Linked DNA regions of Sus scrofa: region 2 is linked to region 1. The links are chromatin contacts, called in public Hi-C maps. All regions are on one chromosome and are shown on one strand. The core of a region is the stretch at or near the end of the contact, and the rest is flanking DNA. Distances in the headings are between cores, read along the strand shown. Region 1 holds the start of NDUFS8 (NADH dehydrogenase [ubiquinone] iron-sulfur protein 8, mitochondrial). Region 2 holds the start of NUDT8 (nucleoside diphosphate-linked moiety X motif 8).

What was found. Hi-C and Micro-C count contacts between places; a contact is called where the count stands out from the background.
Region 2: a Hi-C map of liver shows a contact between it and region 1, with 5 times the contacts expected there. The contact joins the promoter of NUDT8 here to the promoter of NDUFS8 in region 1. A contact is called at or near these places in 2 of 47 Hi-C or Micro-C datasets (heart right ventricle and liver) and 1 of 2 datasets of contacts at active chromatin or transcription factors (alveolar macrophages).

What each region holds. Positions count from the first base shown.
Region 1 is chr2:4,864,552-4,871,352 of Sscrofa11.1, forward strand. NDUFS8 (NADH dehydrogenase [ubiquinone] iron-sulfur protein 8, mitochondrial) reads right to left here and starts at 2,841. Exons shown (of 7, transcript XM_003122434.3): 1 at 2,597-2,841; 2 at 1,605-1,668; 3 at 1,459-1,509; 4 at 901-990; 5 at 633-805. The coding sequence starts at 2,677. It overlaps ALDH3B1 (aldehyde dehydrogenase 3 family member B1), which reads right to left. Exons shown (of 9, transcript NM_001315593.1): 9 at 6,130-6,351. The coding sequence ends at 6,235.
Region 2 is chr2:4,945,664-4,951,922 of Sscrofa11.1, forward strand. NUDT8 (nucleoside diphosphate-linked moiety X motif 8) reads left to right here and starts at 3,145. Exons shown (of 4, transcript XM_003122437.4): 1 at 3,145-4,744; 2 at 5,408-5,540. The coding sequence starts at 4,551. It overlaps TBX10 (T-box transcription factor TBX10), which reads left to right. Exons shown (of 1, transcript XM_021082741.1): 1 at 1-2,454. The coding sequence starts at 1,574. The coding sequence ends at 2,239.

The sequences.
Region 1 (6,801 bases), core at 1,591-4,090:
GTGGCCTCGAGCAGCTGCTGGGAGGGGGCGCTGTGTGGACTGGGGGTACCCCCTGTGCCTGCTGGGCACACCCACCTGTGCCCAGTTGTGTCTTTCTGTTTCTATACTAATAGGCAGTGACTGCAGGCAGTCCCTGTGGGCCCCTCCAGCAGAACCGAACACTCAGGGCTCAAAGGAGCCGCCACCAGGGCAGCGAGGGCCTCAGCTGTGTCACCTGTGTCCTTGGGTCAGGCCCTGTGAAAGGCACACAGGCAGGGCTCTTCAGATCACTGCTGCATGCGGGTAAAAGCAGAGACCCTCAGGTGCCACCTCGTGGCTCAAGGCGTGGGTTTCACTCCCTGGACCAAACCTCCAAGGGCGGGACCCACACATGTCACGTGGTCTGTCGGGGGCTGAGAGCTTCACTACACTGAGTCACCGCCTCCGTGGCTCCGACAACCTGGCTCATCATTCCAATTCTTCACGGGGGGGGGGGGGGGGGGGGGGAGTGGCTCAGTGCAGCAAAGGAACTTTCCTGGAGAACACATAGCCAGCAGGGGGGCCAGAGTTCAGGGCCCAGCGCCTCCCACCTCGCTCCCACTTCACTCCCAGTGGAGGCTGAGCTGGGCGGTCAGGCGGGGTCAGGGGCTCACCTGGGCAGGGCAGACGGCCTCGCAAAGCTTGCAGGCGATGCAACGCTCCTCCCCGGATGGGTACCGGCGCAGCGCGTGCTCCCCGCGGAAGCGCGGGCTCAGCGGGCCCTTCTCAAATGGGTAGTTGATGGTGGCCGGCTCCCGGAACAAGTAGCTCAGGGTCATGCCCAGGCCTGGGGGCAGCACAGGCATGGTGGGAAGGGCCTCTCTTCCCTAACACCTCTGTGCCCATCCCCAGCCCACCTCGCCCCTCTGCCCCGGGGCCCACCTCGGACAAGCTCGGTCCACAGCAGGGTCTGGGCTGCCCGGTCAGTCACCGACTTCATGTCCATCGAGGGCTCACGCATGTTCACAAACTCTGCAGGGGAGGTGGGCAAAGCAGCAGTGCCGTAGGGGGTCCTCACACAGGCCCTCCCCCAGGACTCCAGCTCAGGGAGATGAAGCCTGGCCTCCCCCAGGGGTCTGCTCTTTCACCAAACCCTCCCCTGCCGGCCTCTGGCCCTGGGCAGTCCTCCCTGGCTTCTCCCTGCACCTGTGTGGCCATCTAAGCCAGGAGGTGATGGGGGCAGGAGGCGGTTTGGGTACTGGGGTCCCGATGAACAAACACAGGCTCCCAAGGCTCACACCTGGCAGCTCCCGACTCAAACCGCACAGGGCAGGGCAGCTCTGAAATAATACTGTGTAGCCACTGGGAAGGGCTGCCCCCCCAACGCCCTGCAATGACGGACTCGGCTCCCATGGACCACATTCAATCTCGATCACCACCCTCCTTTTACGGAGTGGCAACTAAGGCTGGGAGAGGGGGAGCCCTGCCAGGACTACTCACTGTAGGTGGCTGCGACCGCGCTGCTGTGGAGGGTCCGGGCGCTGGGATGTCCTGCAAGGAGAGGGGTTCCGCTGTGCAGCTGCGACCTCATCCTGAGAGGTGGTACCGCACCCAACCCCAACCCCAGAAAGGCCCCCGAGTCCTACCTGCATGTGCAGCCTGGGCCTGGGCCAGGGCCCGCAGCAGCATGGGCGTGCTCAGGCAGCGCATCTGTGGGGGTGAAAGGGAGGGAGGTGTAGGTGGGTCCCATACAGGGCCCCCCAGACCCCCGCACTCCAGCACTGCAGGAGCCCTGACCCTTGACCCAGCACGACCACGTCATCTTGTCCCCTACTCAACCCCATTCTGATCAGAGGCACAGGCAGCCTTCCCGTTCCCAGGTGTAGCCCCTCCCAGCCTCCAGATGGACGCAGATAACACTGCCAACAGCCTTTACTGAGAGCTCCCTGTGCCAAGCACATTGCTAGGGGTCACGTGCACTGTCACTTTGTCCTCAGGAGGACTCCCACCCACCCCAGAGGGAGGCACAGATGAGAAGCTGCGCTCACTCGTGTGAAGTGACCTGCCCACAGTCACACCTAAGGAGGTGAGACCAGGATGTGAACCCAGACCAGACCCCTCCCTTCACACCTCCAGGCCTCCCCTGCTGGAACCCTTTAAAGGCTCAAATAACCCTCCAGATCAACTCCTTTCCCCAGCATCCAGGCCCTTCTGGAACTGTCTCCCAGCCTGCAGTGACCTTGGGTTTTCTCGTCTGTGAAACGGGAGCTCGACGATGCCAAGGGTTTAGCCCCGGGCCTGGCACTTAGCCTGAGCTCAAAAGTGCCCCTCCCGTGACCTGTGACCTCTACAGGGCCCATTTCTTTGACCGCCGAATTCAGTGACAGGAGCCCAACCCAGCTCCTTCCCCGACCTTCCTCACGACCTCTGACCCCACGGATGCGGGCGGCGCCTGCGCCCTGAGGGTATGGGCCTCTCGATCCGCCCGCTGCACGCTCAAGGGCACGGAGGCTGCGGGTCCTGGGCGGGCCGAGATGAGCCTGGGCGCGGAGCCAGCGGGGCCAGCAGGGGCTCCACACTCGCCCCCGACGCCGCGCTGCCCAGACCTGGCCTTAACAATTGAGCCCCGAACACCCACCTTGAAGCGCTGCCGCTCCTTCCCGTGCGGAGGAGGCCGGTCCACCGAGAGGCGGAGCCTACATTCCTGGGACGCTTCCATTGGGCCGGCTGGCTTTGCCTTTTCCGCGCTGACTCTTCATAGTGTGGTCTGATTGGCTGATGCGGCCAAAAGAGGCGGGATCAAAGACGACCTTTAATCCGATTGGCTAGGGAAGAGCAGGCGCTCGAAGTGCGGTAGAGCGCCGCCGAGCTGGATTCAAGAGGCTGATGAACCGGGACTCCCGGTTCCTTGGAGGCGGGACATCCGAGGCGTGGTTTAGGGAAGCTGCTCCAGTTCTGACTGGGCATCCTGGCCAGAGGTACCCGCCCCCCTCCGCCCCCCCGGCCTCCGCGGGCGGTATGTGATAGCGGGGACGAGAATCTCGGCGCTTGATTACGCGCGGGAGCCGTGCCTGCTCCGGGCTAAAACTTCACCCGAGCGGTTTCATTTAATCCTCACGGAGCCCTGTGTGAAGGAACGATCGTTCTCGCTTTACAGATGGGGAAACTGAGGCACGGGCATGCGTAATTACTTGGTCCAAGCCTTAGAGCTGCTGCGTGTGGCCGCCACAACGGTCTTGGATCTAAACGACTCGGGAGCCCCGTCCCTCAACGGCCACCAAAGCGGTGTTTCCTCCCAGTGACTTGTGCGGCAGAGGGACCCCGGAGGCCGAGAAGATCCCCTAGGTCATCTGGGTCGGAGGGAGTGGAAAGTGGTCAGGGAGGACTTCCTGGAGGAGGTGCCGTCCCAGCAGACAGTAAAGAGGAGTTGGGCAGAACAAGAAGGACCAGAGGATATGCCCAGCGTCAGTGCAGAGGTCTGCCCGAAAAGGAGGACACCTCGAGGGCATTTGAAGAGGACAAGGAGAGGGTGGCACGCATGGGGCCTCCCAGGGACTGTTAAGGGTCCAGACTTGTGGGCCAGAGCACGCCTCTGAAGGGGGTCAGGCTGAGGGCCACGTGGGTACTGCGGAGGAGAAGGGCTGGGTCTGGGCACAGTGATTGCTGTATGGCTCAGGGAAGTTCGGCAGCATTATAGAATCATCTGGAATTGTTCAAAGATGGGATCTGGGAGGTGAGAAGGGAGTATCCAGCAGGAGGCCCAGGAGTTTGGCTCTGGTGGCTGAGTGGAGGGGGACCACGCCAGGGCCTTGGGGCCCAGGAGGATTGGCAGGCAGGGCAGCGTGTGAGTCCAGGCTGGGATATGCTGTGGGGAAGGCACCCAGGGCCAGCCACTTGGGGGACGGGAGCACATCCAGAGCTCCCAAGAGGCGCAAGCTGAAGGGGAGTCCTGCTGCAGGTGTCTCATCAGCTTGAACTGGAGGGACAGGTGGGGGGAGAGACGACGGGGGCAGCCTCACCCACCCAAGTGAGGAGACAGGACACCTGAAGCTTGGAGTCAGCGATTCAGCTCCGAGATTTAATCCTCACAGTGCTGTCTGGAGGTGCTGTTCGCTACCTCCTCTGTACACAGACAGGGAGACAGGCTCAGAGAGGGCAGGGATGACCCCGGTCACAGCCCGTCCACAGCGTGACATGGGCCAGATGCCAGGGCCCGTTTTGCACCCGCCACAGAAAGGGTGGTGGCCAAGAGGTGCCCACATCTACCCTCCTCTCCGGGGACACAGGTGGCCAGGGTGGGAGGAGGCAGCCAGGTTACTGCACTGGTTCCCACACTCCTGCACCGTGACCCATCCTAGCTGGGGGACATCTTCTCAAAGAGAGAAACCCCAGGAGAGAGGAGGGCAAGCACTGGCCCCGGCCTTTTCCTCCTGTGCCGAGGACCCCAGTCATATCTCCTCCAGCCCCAGGTGGCCGTGGCTGCAGAGGACTCAGGTGAGCTGGAAGGGGTGCTGGATCCTCCGGTGCCTGAAGCCGGCTCACAGCAGGGTGCAGCTGCAGCTGCGGGTCTCCATGGCCGTCAGCAGCACCCTCAGGTTGCGTGGAGAATGGGGTGGGTACCGGATGGCGTAGATCTTCTCCAGCCCAGGACTGCGCAACAGGCAGGTGCGGTGGTGGGAAAAAGTGTCGAAGGAGAACTTGCCATGGTAGTTGCCCATCCCACTGGCGCCTGTCCGGTGGCAGAGAGTGTGGCCGTCAGGCCCCCAGTGGCCAGCCGAGGGGACGTCAGACAGACCTGGGCTCTGCCAGTCCCACCGTATGACCTGGCTGGGCTAATTCACCCCGTCTTGGTTTCCCCTTCTATAAAGGGGGCTAATCATGAGATGCTGTGGGGAAAGGGCTTAGCCCCGAACAAGCAGCCACTCAAATAAATGTTGAGGACACCAGGTGCTGGAGCAAAATGGGTAGACAGTGGTCATGAGTGAGCAAGGGTCGGGGAAGGATGAATTGGGGATTGGGGATGAACAGATACACACTACTATATGTCAGATAGGAGCTCCCTTGTGGCTCAGCGGGTTAAGACTCCGGACTTGTCACTGCTGTGACTCTGTTCGGTTCGATCTCTGGCCCAGGAACGTCCACATGTCACATAGCTTCAGCCAAAAAAAATAAAAAATTAAAAAAATAGGGAAACAAGGCCCCCCTGTATAGCACCGGGGACTGTATTTAATATCATGTAATAAGCTGTAATGGAAAAGGAGCTGCAAAAGAATGTATAACTGAATCACTTTGCTGTACACCTGAAACATTGTAAATCAATTATACTTAAAAAAAGCAGGAGGAAAGATGGAAAGTTAAAAAGTTTTTTTTTTTTTTTTTTTTTTTTTTTTTTTTTTTTGGTATTTCTTGGGCCGCTCCTGCAGCATATGGAGGTTCCCAGGCTAGGGGTCTAATCGGAGCTGTATTCTCCGGCCTACGCCAGAGCCACAGCAACTCGGGATCCGAGCCGCGTCTGAGACCTACACCACAGCTCACGGCAATCCCGGATCATTAACCCACTGAGCAAGGGCAGGGACCGAACCCGCAACCTCATGGTTCCTAGTCGGATTTGTTAACCACTGCGCCACGACGGGAACTCCTAAAAAGATTTTTAAATGTTTATTCCCACGCAGCTGCATGTGCTGACAGGTGCTGTTGGGGAAGAGCCATGGCAGCACAGTGGACAGTGATCACAGTGACATTAAAAAAAAAACCAACAAAACACCTAAATTGGGAGTTCCCTAGTGGCCTAGAGGTTAAGGATCCAGCATTGTCACTGTTGTGGCTCTGGTCACTGCTAGGGCATAGATTCAATCCCTGGCCTGGGGAACTTCTGCATGTCACGGGTGCAGCCAAAAAGGAAAAAATATATATAAACCAGGAGTTTCTGCTGTGGCTTAGTGAGTTAAGAATCCAACATAGCATCCATGAGGATGCTCGTTCAAACCCTGACCTCACTCAGTGGGTTAAGGATCTGGCATTCCCCCAAACTGTGGTGCAGGTCAGACACGGCTCGAATCCTGCATTGCTGTGACTGTGGTGTGGGCAGCAGCTGCAGCTCTGATTCGAACCCTAGCCTGGGAACTTCCATGTGCTGCAGGTGGGGCCCTAACAAGAAAAAAGAAAAAAAAAGCCCAAAAATCTAAATTGTGTACCTGCAGGTCCATATGTAAATGCAGAGACAGGTGTAGCATGTTCCCTCAGACTCTGGAGGGGAGCCAGTCCCTCAGGTCATGCTTAGAGAAGGCACCTACCCACTCCTCCGAAAGGCAGGCTGCTGAGAGTCATGTGCATGAAGCCGTCATTCCCGCAGAAGCCCCCGCTGCTGGTCTGGGCCAGTACCCGCTTGACCACCTGGGAGAGAAGCAGCAGTCAGGCTGGTGGCAGAGCTGCCGGGGCCCCAGGGGCTCTGCCCAGCCCCCTCAGGGCCCTGGGATCCATGGCAGGGCCTGAGGCCACCGTGTGAGCTGGAGGGGGTGGCTGGGTAGCAACCTGCCACCCACCCCTAGCTGGAGACGTGTTTCTCAAGCATCCCTCACCTGTGACCCGCTCAGGTGGCTGCAGACCCAGCCTCAGGCCTATGGACATGGAAGGTGCAGGAGCAAGCAGATGTCCCCTGGTGGGGTGTTAACTGCCTGATGAGTCTCAAGGGGGTGGCAGAGGTGAGCAGGAGATCCCCCCCCCAGGCAGAATGAGGAGGGCAGGGAAGCAGCGGCGGGGGTGGGGGGTGGGGGAGCTGTGGGGTGGGCCGCAGAGTGCAGACATTGAGATGTATTTTGGAAACATGACCTTGACCTCTTCAAT
Region 2 (6,259 bases), core at 1,895-4,394, 81 kb after region 1:
GGCACAGCCCCTGAGCAGTGTTGGGGGCCTATCCTGCGCCAGGCGGGGTGGGCCGGCCCAGGGCAGCAGGTGCATCATGGGGAACACAGCTGGGCGGCGTTCTCGGAGCCCGGGCTCCTCATGTGCAGCTGGCGCTGGCACATGGGCAGTTAAGGGAGCTGCTGGCGAACCATCAGTCCTGGCTGCCAATGGGGGCAGCAGATGAGGTGCCGTCGAGGCGCCTTTGCCACCTTGCTCTGTCCCCAGGTACGCCTTCCACAGCTCGGCCTGGCTGGTGGCCGGCAAGGCAGACCCGGCCACGCCCGGCCGCGTGCACTTCCACCCCGACTCGCCCGCCAAGGGCGCACAGTGGATGCGCCAGATCGTGTCCTTCGACAAGCTCAAGCTGACCAACAATCTGCTGGATGACAATGGCCACGTGAGGCCCGGGCCACAGTGGGAGGGGTTGGGCCAGGGCAGGGGACACGGGAGTCTGACGGTGATGAAGCCCGGGGCCAGGGCTGGCTGGGCCTTTGCTGCCCAATGGCCTTGGTGCCCCGCACCCCACCTGCTGCTGACAGCCAAGGCTGGGGGCCGGGTCACCTGGCTGGGGTGTAGACAGCAGAAGGGACGCCCAGGCCAGGGGGGCCAGGCCCACCGCAGGTGCAGGAACATAGCCCTGCCGACACAAAGGACAGCGATCCCTGTCCTGATGGGCTCACCTCCTGGGGTAGAGGGCAGGTGATGAGCAAAGAATCCAGATGACAGATCCTGGGGACAAATGTCAGGAGGGAAAGGAAGCAGGGAGGGGCCGAGGCGGAGGTGGCTATTCAGTTCAGGGGTCTCAGGAAGGGGGCTGAGGAAGTTCCCTGGTGTCGCAGTGAATCAAGGACTGGCATTGCCACAGCTGGGGTGCAACAGTGGCTCGGGTTTGATCCCTGTCTGGGAATGTCCACGTGCCACGGGTGCAACAAAAAGAAAAAAAATAAAATAAAGAGAAATGTGAAGGAAGAGGAGGAGGGAGCCTGTGCTTCTAAGGGGGGAGCTGTTGCAGGCAGCAACAGCAAGTGCAAAGGCCCTGGGGCTGGAAAATGCTGTGAGGCGGCTCCCCTGTGGCTGGAGTGGAGCAAGGAGGGGCACTGGGAGGGGAAGAGAGCCTAAGGGGGGCCAGCGCTGACCTACAGGGCCAGTTGGCTGCAGAGAAGATTCTGGTCTTTACTGTGAGCAGGGCGGGAGCCACAGGAGCGTTTTGAGCTGCAGCTCATCAGGGCTGTGGGGGTGGCGGGGAGAAGGGACCCAGGCACCCGGTGGAGGTGGGGAGAGTGGCAGGAAGGCAGCAGAGGACAATCCAAGAGAAAGATGATGGTGGCCAGGCAGGGCGGAGGCAGCAGGTGGGACAGGGGGTCAGATTCCAGACAGGTCCCTGAGAGCTGGGATGCGGCGGTGAGAGAGGCCAAGTGGCAAGGACGCTCCGCCACAAAGGCGCCTGGCTCAGAACGGCAGACGCACAAGCTCAGACCCGGGCCCGTCACAAGGCTGCCGCGCCCAGCCCTGCACAGCCCCTTCCGCACCCCCACAGATCATTCTCAACTCCATGCACCGCTACCAGCCCCGCTTCCACGTGGTCTTCGTGGACCCCCGCAAGGACAGCGAGCGCTACGCCCAGGAGAACTTCAAGTCCTTCGTCTTCACGGAGACCCAGTTCACGGCCGTGACGGCGTATCAGAACCACCGGGTGGGTCAGGCCACGGCTTGTGGGGCAGCTGCCAGCCCATCGCACAGGGCGACTCTGAGGCCCCAGGCCCCTGGGCCCCACAGGCACACAGACCCCTGCCCTCTCTCCTTCCCTGGGACTCAGTGGGGATCTGTCCCCAGCCATTCCCCTGCCTTCATGCCCACAGGCTCTGTGGTTCCTAAGTTGAGGGGTTCAGGGCCCAAGGCCCAGGGCCCCCAGGTTAGGGTGTCCAGGGAGGAGAGGGTGGCTGAGCCTGGGGCCCTTCCCCAGCCCCGGGGCTGGCCCCTAATGGCACTTTCTCCTCTACAGATCACCCAGCTGAAAATCGCCAGCAACCCCTTTGCCAAGGGCTTTAGGGAGAGTGACCCGGACTCCTGGTACTGGCTGGCCCCTGACAGTCCACCCTGCTGCCCTAACCCATCCCCTCACCCCTATCCTTATCCCCAGACATCGCCGAAGTCCTTGGTTCCTGAACCTTCTTTCAGGGTCATGCCCATTGGTTTGCGCTGGGGTCCCCCCACCTGACCCTGACCCCTGGCCCAGGCTCTCCATCCTGACCCCCTGCTCGTCCCACCTTTAGGACTGTATCTCCACGGCCCCTGCTCAGCGTCCCGACCCGGAGGCGCAGCAGCCTTGGCCCCTGTCTGCTGAAGGGCTCCACTGAGCAGGAGAAAGGTTTGCCGGAGGCCCGCAGATGCAGTGAGACCAGGGCCTGCATAGTGCACAGGAAGCATGGGGCAGGGTGGAGGGGAATGGGAGGACAGGGCCAAGGGGCCTCCAGGAAGGGGCTTCAGCCTGCTTAGCAAGCTCACTGGGCTTCTGTGTGGAGAGAGAAGGGGAGGCAGAGATTTCTAAGACAATTTGGGGCCCAGGGCAGAGAGAGGAGAGCAGGGAGGGCAAGTAGGCTTCCCGGAGGAGGTGGCTTCTGAGCTGGCCCTGGAGGATTGGGAAGGTTTTGGACAGAGGGGGAAGGTGGGTACGAAATTCCAGGCAGAGGGAACGGTAAGAGCGAAGGCCAAGAGGTGGGCAGCTTGGGATGGGAGGAGCGGGGGACAGGCAGGCAGCCTGAAGGTCAGGGGAGAATGGGACCCACTCAGACCATTTCCTCCCCCAGACCCCAACAAAGCTCCAGCCTTCACCTCCAGGACCCCTGCCAGGCTCCACCATCAGCTGCTGGCCCCCACTGAGGCTCTGCTAGCCCAGGCCACCTACCAGCCCCTCACCTACCAGGGCCTGTACCCTGGAGCCTCAAGCCCCCTCCGAATCCCAAGGGCCCGACCGACACCATACCCCCTCCCCAACATCCGGCCTGATAGAGATCAGGGGGGGCTGCCCCTCCCAGCAAGGATGGGGCTCCTCTCCCCAACTGCCATGTGCCTGGGGCCTGGCCAGGACCCACAGTGACGGTGGAGGAGCCCTGTGTACAGAGCGCCTACCCTGGCCTCACCTCTGTAGAGACCCCCCTCCCCTCACAAGGAGAACAGAGCAAGTGGAAGCCCAGAGAGAGAAGTGACCTGCCCAGAGTCACAGCAAGGCTGCAATGGCACCAGGGTTGAAACCAGCCCCCCCCCACATCCCAACCTGCCCCCTTCTGCCTTGGGGGTGACGCCTCCAAACGCTGCTTTACCTTTCTTCCCCCCAACATTAAATCATTTGGCACAGGTGGTCAGAGCACTTCTCTCTTCAGAGGTCAGGGAGGAGGGCCTCAGGAATGCCCATGCCCCCGTGTCTGGGCAGACATCCCAAAGCTCTACCCAGTGCGGTTGGCTTCGTTGGGGCACAGAGTGACGGGAAAGGTGGTGACACAAGCTGAGCGTCAGGGCTGCGAGGGAGGCTGTGCAGCTCAGGGAAGCACCTGCCATTCCACGTTTAGGTGCCACGTGCAAATTTGGTTCTCAAGGAGCCAGAGGTGGCAGAAGGATGCAGAACACCACAGACAGGGACCGCAGGGGTCAAGGTGGGGGTGGAAGAGGAGATTGAGAATGCGATCAGGACTCCAAGCAGGAGCTTCTAGAAAAAGTGACACGTAAACCAACACCTATAGAAGTAGAAAGTGCGGAAGAGCGGGGGCAGGAGGAGAGGCGAGCTCCCGGCTCTGGGAAAAGCATGGCTAAGGGGTGGGGCTCCAGTGGGTTCCCTTTGGAACGAGAGGGTGCGACGCGCGCCACCCAGCGGAATCAGGAGATAGGGCCCGGAGGGAGCGGAGGGCCGGGCACTCCTCCCGCAGCCCCTGGCGTCTCCGCCTCCCGAAGGGGCGCGCCGTAGACCCCCTGAACGCCGACTGGAAACATCCCGGAGCACTTCCTGCGAGGTCCCGGACACTCGCGAACGCGAAGAACGCGGGCCCGGCAAGGCTTCAACAGCCAGACACCTTGACTACCAACCCCGCAGTCGGCAAGGGCGGGGCCAGCCGCCGGGCCACGTGCAACCCCAGCTGCCCTAGGGTACCGCCAACAGCCTAGACCATCCCGGGCAGCTCCGCCGCGCCCGCCCCTGCCCCTTCCCCCCTTCCCCTTCCCCCCTTCCCCCTTTCCCCCTTCCCCCTTCCCCTTCCCCCCCCTTCCCCCCCTCCCCTTTCCCCCCTGCCGGAAGCCCAGGCTATCTGGTCACGCCCCTTCCGGGCCCGCCCCCAACTCGAGGAAGGGCCTCCAGCCTGGGTTGGGCCCCGCCCCGTGGGCGTGGCTGGTGCTGCTTTGGAGGCCCCACCCGCCCATGGGGACGGGAGACTCCTCCCGCGGTCCCCTCCGGGTTTCCGAAAGACCTGGGAGTGTGAGTGCTGCCCTCTCTCCCTCGCGCGGCCCAGTGCCCTTGCTGTCCCGGCCGCGCCCCGCCGGACATGCTGCCCGACTACCTGTCGGCGGAGGGCGAGCAGCGCTGCCGGCGACTGCTAGCGGAGGTCACAGTCCGGCTCCGCGCGCGGCCTGCGGCGGCCGCGGTATTAGTGCCGCTGTGTTCTGTGCGCGGGGTCCCGGCGCTGCTCTACACGCTGCGGTCCAGTCGCCTGGCCGGGAGGCACAAGGGTGACGTCAGGTACACCGGCCAGGAACTCCTCTCCCTTCTTGGAGGAGGCCAATGAACCCCGGCGACTTCAGGGTCCTGGGCAGGGCACTTACCCTCTCCTAGCCTCGGTTTCTGCCTCTGTGGAATGGGTCTGGGGAGGCCCCGTCCTGCCAGCGGGCTGGGGCAGGAGTCAGCGACCCGCGTCCCTCCGCCTGGAGCCTGGCGCCGCGGTGCAACTGCGCGGGCGCCGCGCGGACCCTTCGAAGAGCGTCCCGCTACCCTTCAGGCAGACGACATGTCTCTGATCGGGGTCCTTCTCTAAAAAGGCAGGACTCTGCCCCCTTCTGGCGACTATGGGGAGATTCGAGTTTCGGATCCGAAGAAGCGCTTGGGGCTGGGCTACCTGACTTCCTGACCTGGCCCCGCCCCAGCGGGAACGGGGGACACCCAAGGGTCAATGTCAGCGCCACTGGGGCCACCATAAGCAGAGTTGGCTTGTCTGAGGCCCAGGGCCTCTTTCTTACCCTCTTTGCTCAAGGAGGTAAACTGAGCCCAGAGAAGTCAGGTAGCTCGCCGACACGGTCGTCTAGAGACAGACTGGATTTAGGTGGGTCACTAGCCCTCTGCCACAGCTGCTCCCCCACCCATCCATGGCCATGAGCACCCAAGAACCAGGCTCCCCGTGCCGTTCAGTTTCCCAGGTGGCAAGTGTGACCCCACTGACCGGGACGTAGTGCACACGGCCCTGAGGGAGACCCATGAGGAGCTGGGCCTTGTTGTGCCGGAGGAGCATGTATGGGGTGTCCTGCAGCCTGTGTATGACCAGGTAAGCCTGCCAGGCCCTGAGGCCCCCACCAGCCCTTATCCCCTTCACCACCTCTGCTTGCCCTGGGCTAGGAGCAGGGACCCCCAGGGACAAGGGAGTGGTCATGGACTCCTGCCATATGGTGGAGCCCCGGATACCTGCCTGGCAGCTGTGTTCCATCCTCACACAACCCAGTGGGACGGGGCCGGGGGTATATTGTCCCCCTTTCTCAGGGGACACTGAGGCTCAGGTACTTGGGTGAAGGCAGCTCGGCTCATCTTGGTGGACAGAGCTTGGGGACGGCTTTGCAAAACAGGTAGAGACTGAATAACAGTTGGGACATTTTAAGGTAGTAAAAGTAAGAAAAGGTTTTTCTTTCTTTTTTTTCTTTTCTTTTTTTTTTTTTTTTTTTTTGGTCTTTTTAGGGCTGCACTCATGGCATATGGAAGTTCCCAGGCTAGGGGTTGAACCGGAGCAGCAGCCGCCGACCTACGCCACAGCCACAGCCATGCCAGATCCAAGCTACATGTGACCTACACCACAGCTCACGGCAATGCCGGATCCTTGGCCCACTGAGCGAGGCCAGGGATAGAACCCTAGTCCTCATGGGTAGTAGCCAAGTTCATTACCACTGAGACACACGGGAACTCCAGGGAAGGTTTTTCTAAGGGGAGGGAACAGTCTATGTAGGCCCAGAGTTTGGAATGGGTCTAGTGTGTTTGGGGGGCCTAAGTCAGTCC